Regions from separate parts of the Mus musculus genome. Here region 1 is linked to region 2. A link is a contact called in public Hi-C data. All regions are on one chromosome and are shown on one strand. The core of a region is the stretch at or near the end of the contact, and the rest is flanking DNA. Distances in the headings are between cores, read along the strand shown. Region 1 overlaps Arhgap6 (Rho GTPase activating protein 6). Region 2 holds the start of Msl3 (MSL complex subunit 3).

Evidence for each region. A called contact is a pair of places that touch in the nucleus more often than the background predicts.
Region 1: a contact with region 2 is called in a Hi-C map of the G1E-ER4 cell line, with 2.7 times the contacts expected there. The contact joins the enhancer-like site here to the promoter of Msl3 in region 2. A contact is called at or near these places in 4 of 39 promoter capture datasets (the HPC-7 cell line, HPC-7-derived erythroid cells, liver and 1 more), 4 of 484 Hi-C or Micro-C datasets (the G1E-ER4 cell line, the HL-1 cell line, LSK cells and 1 more), 4 of 115 datasets of contacts at active chromatin or transcription factors (astrocytes, bone marrow-derived macrophages, fibro-adipogenic progenitors and 1 more) and 1 of 9 other capture datasets (macrophages).

What each region holds. Positions count from the first base shown.
Region 1 is chrX:169,041,970-169,046,195 of GRCm38.p6, forward strand. All of the region lies in intron 1 of Arhgap6 (Rho GTPase activating protein 6), which reads left to right. Among named protein-coding and RNA genes, the nearest start is that of Amelx, 140 kb to the right of the region's middle. Within about 2 kb of position 1,297, at least 2 of the 459 cell types and tissues checked have an H3K27ac peak or open chromatin away from gene starts, as enhancers often do. A contact at or near this core is called in the G1E-ER4 cell line and the HPC-7 cell line, where this site is marked.
Region 2 is chrX:168,671,838-168,676,044 of GRCm38.p6, forward strand. It overlaps Msl3 (MSL complex subunit 3), which reads right to left and starts at 2,035. Exons shown (of 13, transcript NM_001370791.1): 1 at 1,891-2,035; 2 at 426-508; 3 at 1-53. The coding sequence starts at 1,992.

The DNA of each region.
Region 1 (4,226 bases), core at 47-2,546, 370 kb after region 2:
ATAGTAAAGATATCAACCAATCATTTTGAAACATTTACCACATGTTGCTTAATTTTATTTTGCATTTTTGGGGGGGCATACTTCTTCCCTCATAATGTGATAAGCCTGTACTGAATGGGTTTTATTTTCAAATTGGTTGTAAGTGTATGATCCAATCATAATAATTCTTTGCTGTATTCTTGGTTCCTAATTTCCCCCTGGATAGTTTCCAGACTCTGCCATTGCATTGCCATGTATTGAGAAGAATCCTTTAATAATAAAATGGTACAGTGAAATTTTAGTGCTTGAAGTTCTATCGTTTGTCTCTATTGCATGTAGAGTAATATTCATCCTTGACTTCAACCATTTAAGTCCTCTTTCATGCTCTTCTCTGATTCTTATCACCCTTCCCCAGTCTAGCTGTAATCTTTTATCATCTACAAAGATCTACAAAACTGACCATTTTATTTCTGCAGAGGCATTTTGTTTGTCATTTATGTCTAGTATGTTCTTCATGTAGCACATTAGTCTGCATCCCTCACATGGTAGGGGAGAGTCACCTTCTCTGATGACTCTCTTCAAAGTGTTTTTGACTGTACTCAGTTACCATTGATCATATCACATGAGTTTTATTGAACTTATTATATTTTATATTCAGCGCTTATTTTCCTAAGCTGATGTGGAAGCTTGTTCAGGACAGGCATCCAAAAATACATTTCCCATCATATCTTTACTGCCTAGAGTAGGCAGTGGCACAAGTTGAATTCTGTTTTTACATAGACTATAACAGGACTTTCCAAAGTTAACTCTTCGTTGGTTATTTAGTGGGTTAGGGGTAGAGAGAATACTGGAAAAAAATGTTCCCTTCATCTTTTTGCCCAATTCCTACTAAATGAGCTTCGCCAAGAACCAGACTTGAAGTTAATACTGAGAAAATATTTAGGGGTGACTCTGGTATCAGCCATGTTTGGAAACTATTGGTACTGACTCACTTAGCTCACCACTTACTCCTGAAGCAAGCAAAAATTCAAATCTGTTAAAAGCTAGGACTCAAGATCTAGGCAGCTCTAGACAGTACAGTATTATTATTAATGTGACTTCAAAGTACTAGAGTACAGCTTTCCAGAGAGGTACCTGGCTTTAGACCCTAGTGTTCATTTCAGCCAAACCCTCTAAAGATATTGGGGACATAGAAATGTGCCTTTCTCTAAAAACTGCAGAATACTAATATATCCCTCAGTTTTCATTTTAATTTATGTCAGTAGTTCTCTAAGAGGGACCTGATAACGTCTCAAGGCATTTTTTGCTCACTACTAGCAGGAGTTTCTCTTGGTGTGTAATATGTAGAGATATGAGGTACAGGTATGTATCCTAATGATGCACAGCCCAGTTCCAAGTGTCAATTCTGCTGAGAACCTGCAGCCCCAGCTAAGATGTTCTTATAGAGAAATCAAAGTCTTTAATGTGTTTGGAGAAACATTTTGTATGACATACCTCAAAATATCTGCAGATTTCTCTGCTTTTTAATAGTCAGTATTGACAAAATGAAAGATAAGAGTTGGCTGGCTAGACTCAGTAACCACTATCAATAGCATATTTTTATGCTATAAAGTGCTGATACTGAAAAGAGTATTGTCATAATAGATATCTTGATACCTTGGGACTTTTACTTCTTGATTTCTCAGTACCAATGTTCTTTCAGATTCTGAGATTAAAAGATATTTTCTGTAGCTATCTTCTTTATGCATTAACATCTATCAGCCTTACCTGGTATGTTGCCTTTGTCTGGACTTAGAAGAGTGTCAGTTGCTCAAATTTTGTAAGTCTGTGTCTAAAATTTGAAGGTATAATTGTGAAAAGATGTGAAGTGTTCGCAGAAAACCTTTATTGGTGGACAACAGACCTGCAACAGTCTGAAAACAAGACATGAGGCTGTGCTGTTTTTTGTTTGTTTGTTTGTTTTGTTTTTTGTTTTGTCCAGTGGCTGGGGTTGTGCTGTAGACCCTTTGCTATGAACTAAAGCAAGAGGCACTGAAAGGAACAAAAGGAAGGAGGGGGGAGACTGTGGCTTCCAAATCTTCTTCCTCAATTTCATCTGAACAACCACTGGCTACCCCGTGGTTGGTGATTTATCTTTTCTGCCATTGAGATGATTCTAGGGAACTTTTCTAAACTTCTGGCCATATCACTTAATGATAATTAGCATGACTTGTCTCATACTGTAAGCTCCTAAATGATTGGGCAAGTAACAAATCAAGTTACTATCAACTTGTTGAATTTTGCACTGCAGTCACCAGTTGTCCCAAGCACACATTTTCTCTTTTTAAACAAATAGGACAAAAAGAACAAGTATTGTTATCACTGTATATATGGTAGTTCTTTCTCTATGAAGGTTGAGGCAGGTTGCTTTGCTGTGAATGTGGTATGGTAGGTAGGCTGCCACTCCACCCATTGAGTTATATCCATATTACTTTATATGAATAAGGGCTATGGCATACTACCAGGAATTTGATCAGTTCAAATATGATCTTTGTTCACTGAAATATGGCTTGACTTCTTTGCTTTTCTTAAAAGGTGCCATGACCCTTTGAAATAAAAATCATCCAGGATTTCCTTTCCTTCTTCACTGATATATTCTTAGAACTTTCTAATTAACAAATTATAATAAAATGTGAGCATTTGCGGTGTCAAATAAACTAGATTTCTAGCATGAATTTTCAGAATTGGGAGGAAAGTTGCTATGGGAACACCAACAGAACTCTTGAAGATTAACTCTAACAATATTTTTTTAATGACCCCTTTACACAGTTGAGTGAAATATCGGGTGAAGAAATTGCCTAAGTACAAGTAATAAAGGCATCTTGTTAGCATGGAGAGTGTCTGGCTCTGTGTTTCCTGAACAACTTTGTGTTAGGTGGGCATTGCCTCATAATAGGCACAAAGCCCTGTATAATACAAGAGATCCCTATTATGGCGTTACCACTGTAGCAAAGAGATGGAATGTTGAGTTTGCATAATAATTTGAAGCAGTGACACTCAGTGTTATTTCTGTATATATGCATACGACTTTCAGATGTCTACTAGGTGCTATGATCTTGGTGTTGATGGTCTGAACAAAATGTCAAATGATGGTCTGAACAAAAAAGCCTTGACTTTCATTTCAAAAGAAATGACACTTTTCCTCTTACTTTAAGCTATTGAATCATAAAGGAAATCATAGTGTTAAGATCCAAACAGAAAGGAACTCAGAATGCTCAACTTGAGGAGTGAACTATTTTTGACATGTTGGCAGAAGTGAGGCAGGCAATGAAGGGTGGCAAGGCACTCAGTAATAAGCTATGTGGAGCACTTGTCATGGAAGGAGCAGCAGTATGAGAACCTGACTTAGCACTGATTGGAAGAGATACTACCAATGTGTTCACAAGGCAAAATCTGGAGAAGCAAAAGCAGAGGGAAATAATCCATTCAAACCCTGACATCTTGGTTTTTCATTTTCCTATCTCCTTCTTGAAACAGCCCAAATATCCTACTGAGATGTGTGTCTAAGGAAGAACACCCCCCCAACAGAGAGTAGATGTTTTATTTTCTTTTGTTGTGGGGGGGGGGGGGGAACTTGTTGGCAAACAGAGATAACCAGCCTGAGTGTATGATGCCTTAGGAGTTACTTACTTGTGAAAGATCCATTATTCTTTCAGAGGGCTTCAAAGTTTCTTAAAGTGTTAATTAGAATGTTTAAACTATTCATGTATTACGCAAACTCCACTGACCTACACTATATATCCCAGTAAGTATTCATTTAAGGATCTAATATTCACTTATGTTATGAAATTTTATATATATATATATATATATATATATATATATGTATATATATATATACACACAAATATATATAAAACTTAGAAGAACACTATCAAGAGTGCTCTGAACAAATTTTACTAATAAAAACAAAACTAAAATGGACCATTTTCCCTCTAAGCTCATGACACTAGTCTAATGTATTGTGTTTTCTAAACAGTGGAAAACAAAGAATTAATTTAGTCTTTTCTAATTGAGAAGTATAGTTTTAGTTTTTAGCTTTAAAGTATTGTTACTTATGTCTTTCAGTTATGGACTAGTTGCAGCCAAAGACTGCAGTTGGCCCCCCCTTGTAACCTAGTTAATTTGGCAAAGGGAAAATTACAATTTCTGAGATCTTTTACCTCATTCTGTGAGCTGGCCTTTTCATTTTGTAATGATTTTCTTTA
Region 2 (4,207 bases), core at 785-3,284:
GGTTTTCATCTGTATCGTGTAGCACATGTTCTTCAGCTGCCCATCTATCCCAACTGGTTGAAAAAGAAGAGGATGTAAACGTCAGTATTTTGAAACAAATGAAACGGATGCTAAAAAGCATCATGAAGAAGTGCCCCAGACTTGCTGACATTTTAGAAAGCTATAAAAAAAAACTTCAAAACCACCAAGAGGTTACCAATAAAGCACAAAGGGAACTCAGCTACAGCAACCAAGATTTCTAGAGATTACTCATAGATCATCCAAACATAACAGACTTTAAAGTAATCATGCCTCAGACCAGGCAAGCTTTCCAAACAAAGCAGAAGCAGGAAATTAAACTTTTCTACAAGTGTTTCTAAAACTTAAAGTTACAAAATTATCTTGCTACAAAGGCGATTAAGTCTAACTGTAACAAGTTCACTGACCTTCTGTTCCAACCATTAAAATGTATCAGATATTCTGGAATCTTTCTGCCCTTTTCGTCTTTCCCGATAATAACATCGATGATCTGAAACCAGGAAATACTACTCACGCGTGGCACAGCAAACCGAAAATTACTATAAGTTTGGTAAAAAGAACTAGATCACAGTCCCTTCTTAAAGAAATAAGAAAGTACTCATCCCTCCCCCCTTTAGATCGAGAGCTGGGTCGTAACATTCTTCAACATTTTTTTTCCTCTTCTGCCCGAGTGGTTGCCTCAAAATAGGAAACATCCGTCCAACCAACCCAGGATTGGTCTCTTGAGTTTGAGACCGGGTGAAACTTCTGAAGTCATTGGTCGGTAGATTTGTCATTAGCGAAGGGCCCAGACTAGAGAGAACAGCCCTGAGACCTCTGGGAGTTGTAGTCACCTGGGCCTTGCCTTGTCCAGTGTCTTGCCTAGCTAGCCAGAGACTTCCACAACCCTTCCCCTCCCCTTAATAGCCATGCATTCCCTAAGGTGATAGCTGGTACAAATGAAACGTATATCCTTCCATCTCCTAGCGATAGAGCAAGCTGGAGGGATAGCAATAGGAGGTAAACAGAGTTAAGGGTTTCAGGAAGAACCAAAGATACATAATCCAGCACAGACCTTGGGGTGTTCCACTGGACAGCACTGCTGAAACATGGCTAAAAACACACCTGGTGCTGCTCCGAGTTGTCTCTGCCACCAAGGACTTCACCTTGGTGGCTGGAAACACCGATGCTCGCCCCGACCCCCAGCGCGCTGAATTTTTACCTTCTTTGGGCTCTGGAGCACTTAGGTGCCCAGTCCTCCACTTAAAAACTGACAACCGCAAGATATAGCTCAGCCTGGGCTGACCAAGCTGGATACAGGCGAGATGCGATTCTTTCCTAGCTCTGTTCGCCTCCCACCAATCCTTTAGAAAGCAACAGAGCAACCTTGAGCCCCTCCCTTCCCCCCCAGCAGGACTACAATCCTAAATTTGACCAGGGTTCGGGACTGACAGCTGGGAATAATTGAGGACCAGGTTGAAGATGTGGGTGGGGAAACTGGTCAAGGTGTCCTCTACTGAGCCCATGTGGCGAGAAGCCGCGTGGGACAAGGACAGATTCGTTACAAAAGCAGAGGCCTCAGGCGACAGTCCTCCTACACCGGTCGCCGGGATTGGCGCCCAGCGCTCAAACCGCCACCCTGGCCTAGCAACCGCGCGTAAGCGACGCGACACGGCCGGAAGCGGAAGCATCACGGGTCCTTTCTAGTTAGGGAAGTCGCGCGCCCAGCACGTCTCGCCAGCGTCCCCTGTAGTCCCGGGCCGCTCCACGCAGGCCAAGGCGCGCCCTGGTGGCTGTCCAGGACTCCAGGCCACTTGTCCTCCGCTGGCCCCTTTGCCTCCCATCCCTCGAACCCAGTCCCGCATCTCCTCCCTGTTCCCCCCGCGGCGGCACCTTGGCATCGTACAGCACTCGCGCCTTGGTAGGGTCAGGCTCGAAGCACAGCACTTTCTCCCCAGAGTGGAATTGAAATTTCATGCCCTCGCTCGCGCTCATTTGCTCATCGTGGCGGAGGGCGAGGCTCCGGGGCGGGCAGAGTGCGCGCGGTGGGGGAGGACGGCCGGGGAGGCGGCGCTCCGCCACCGGGGGGGCCCGGGAGTGGTGGAGGCTACGACCGCCCCGCCCTCGGCCCCTCCTCCGGCCACCCCGCGCCACTGCGAGGACCTTGGCAGTGGCGATGGAAGCGCGCGGCCCCGCCAGGGCTTGTCCCCGCCCGTCCCCTCTGGGGCTCAGAGAGGGGTGCGGACGGGGAGCAAGATCCCTCGACCGAGGTCTTCCAGCAGACCGTTCCCTCTGGTCCCCATGGGTTAGGATTCCCGCGGTTTCCAGGCTGCGCCCACGTGTGTGCCGAGCTGTCACCCCGGGCGTGCGCTCTCTGGCCGGAGTGTGGGGATCTCTTAGGGAGAGGATTGCTCTAGGGTAGTCACCAGGCGCCGAGGAGGCTGGATGGCGTCTGCCCCCAGGAGCTGCCTGGCCGCGCGCGCGCGCGTCAGCCCCCTCGGCGGAGCTGCGCGCAGATGAGTGTGGCCACGCGAGAAGGACGCGGTGTTGGAGCTGGCCGGAGAAGGGCAGTGGCCTTGAGCGAGGGGAGGAGACATTCCGGGCAGTTAATAGAACACTGGGTCATCCTTCCGAGAGGACCAGCAGGTAGGGCCTGGAGGCCCCAGTGAGCAGCGGACAGCAAAGCTTATGGGTCCTGAAAGGGTCGTTAACACCTTACGTGTCAGCTTGCAGCACTCCTGAATTGCTCCCCCATGGTCTATCTTTAGTGGCTCAAAACCTCCTGAAGAGTGGAAGCACCATTGAGACTGCTGTTAACAGAGTGCCTGCAAAGATCGGGCGTTCATAAATACTCCCTGAATGACCGACCAGAAGACAGGAGACTTGAAGGGCAGAGCTTCAGTGACAGAGAGGGCAGTGCTGGCCTGTTTCTTCTTGAGTGCAAAGCCACTAGGCAGTGTGATTACTAGATCAAGACCTGGCTGGAAAGTTGAGCAGATGGGCTGGGAGGTTTTTAGTGAACTGTCAGATTTCCCACAGCCACTCACTCTGTTCTTGCTTCCAGAAATTTGCGTCTCCCCACCCCCACCTCCCTTCACCTGGTACAAGGTCCAAATCTCTCACACCTCCACTTGGGCACTTCCAAGAGAAAGGTCCCGCAGGAGCCTAGAGGAACCAACCATGTATCTGTCCAGTATTCCCTCCCAGAACTCGACTTACCCTTTTATTACCATTTTCTTGCTCTGCTGGAGAATGGGTTGTTCATTTGCAAGATGGCCCCACTAAGAGGGTAAACTGCTTGAACCTGGGGGTTGGGGGTGTCTAATCCAGTGTGTCATTGTATACTCACAGCACACAATAAATATTTAATGGATGAATGATCACAGATTTATGAAATCAAATCCATAAAACTCAATGGCCAACTGGATATAACTGAGGGAAGGGAAGGAGGCATCTTGGGAGTCCTCCAGGTTTTCTAGAATTAAGAGCTGAGTGAGGAATAGCTCCACTGGCCAGATAGGGCAAAGAGGAGGGCAGGTGTGAGGAAAATGGCCAGATAATGACTTGGATCTAAGACAATGAAGTCCATAAGCCAGAACTGGAACCCTGATTCTCCAGGAATGTGGATAGTAGATGGTAGTGTTCCCTGTAAATGGCAGAGGCAGCTCTGAAGCACATATCACAGCTTATCACATGTAGCCATAGCTGGAGTAGTGTGGTGTTTCCGGTTCATGAACGGAAGAGTCCACTCCATGCTCTAACCTTTGAGGAGAGGTGGGTTCCTTTTTTTCCTATTCAAGTCCATCCTTGTGTCATGGGTGGCTCTCCTTCTCTGCCTTCCTCTATAAAATCTAAGAGTGATACCTATATACAGCTATTATATACATAGAAGTCTGATATCTCTCTCTCTCTCTCTCTCTCTCTCTCTCTCTCTCTCTCTCTCTGTGTGTGTGTGTGTGTGTGTGTGTGTGTGTGTGTGTGTGTGTGTGAGTGTGTGTATGTGTGTGGTACTGGACAAGTAATTAGTCTCTGTGAGATGGTGTGTGTGTGTGTGTGTGTGTGTGTGTGTGTGTGTGGTATTGGACGAGTAATTAGTCTCTGTGAGATGCTTTTGTTATAATTAAGCAAAGAAGTGGCTCCTTTATAAGGAGTAATTAAAGCGTTCAGTGCATTCTGTGTGCATGGCTTTGTTTATTACCTTGCAAATAAT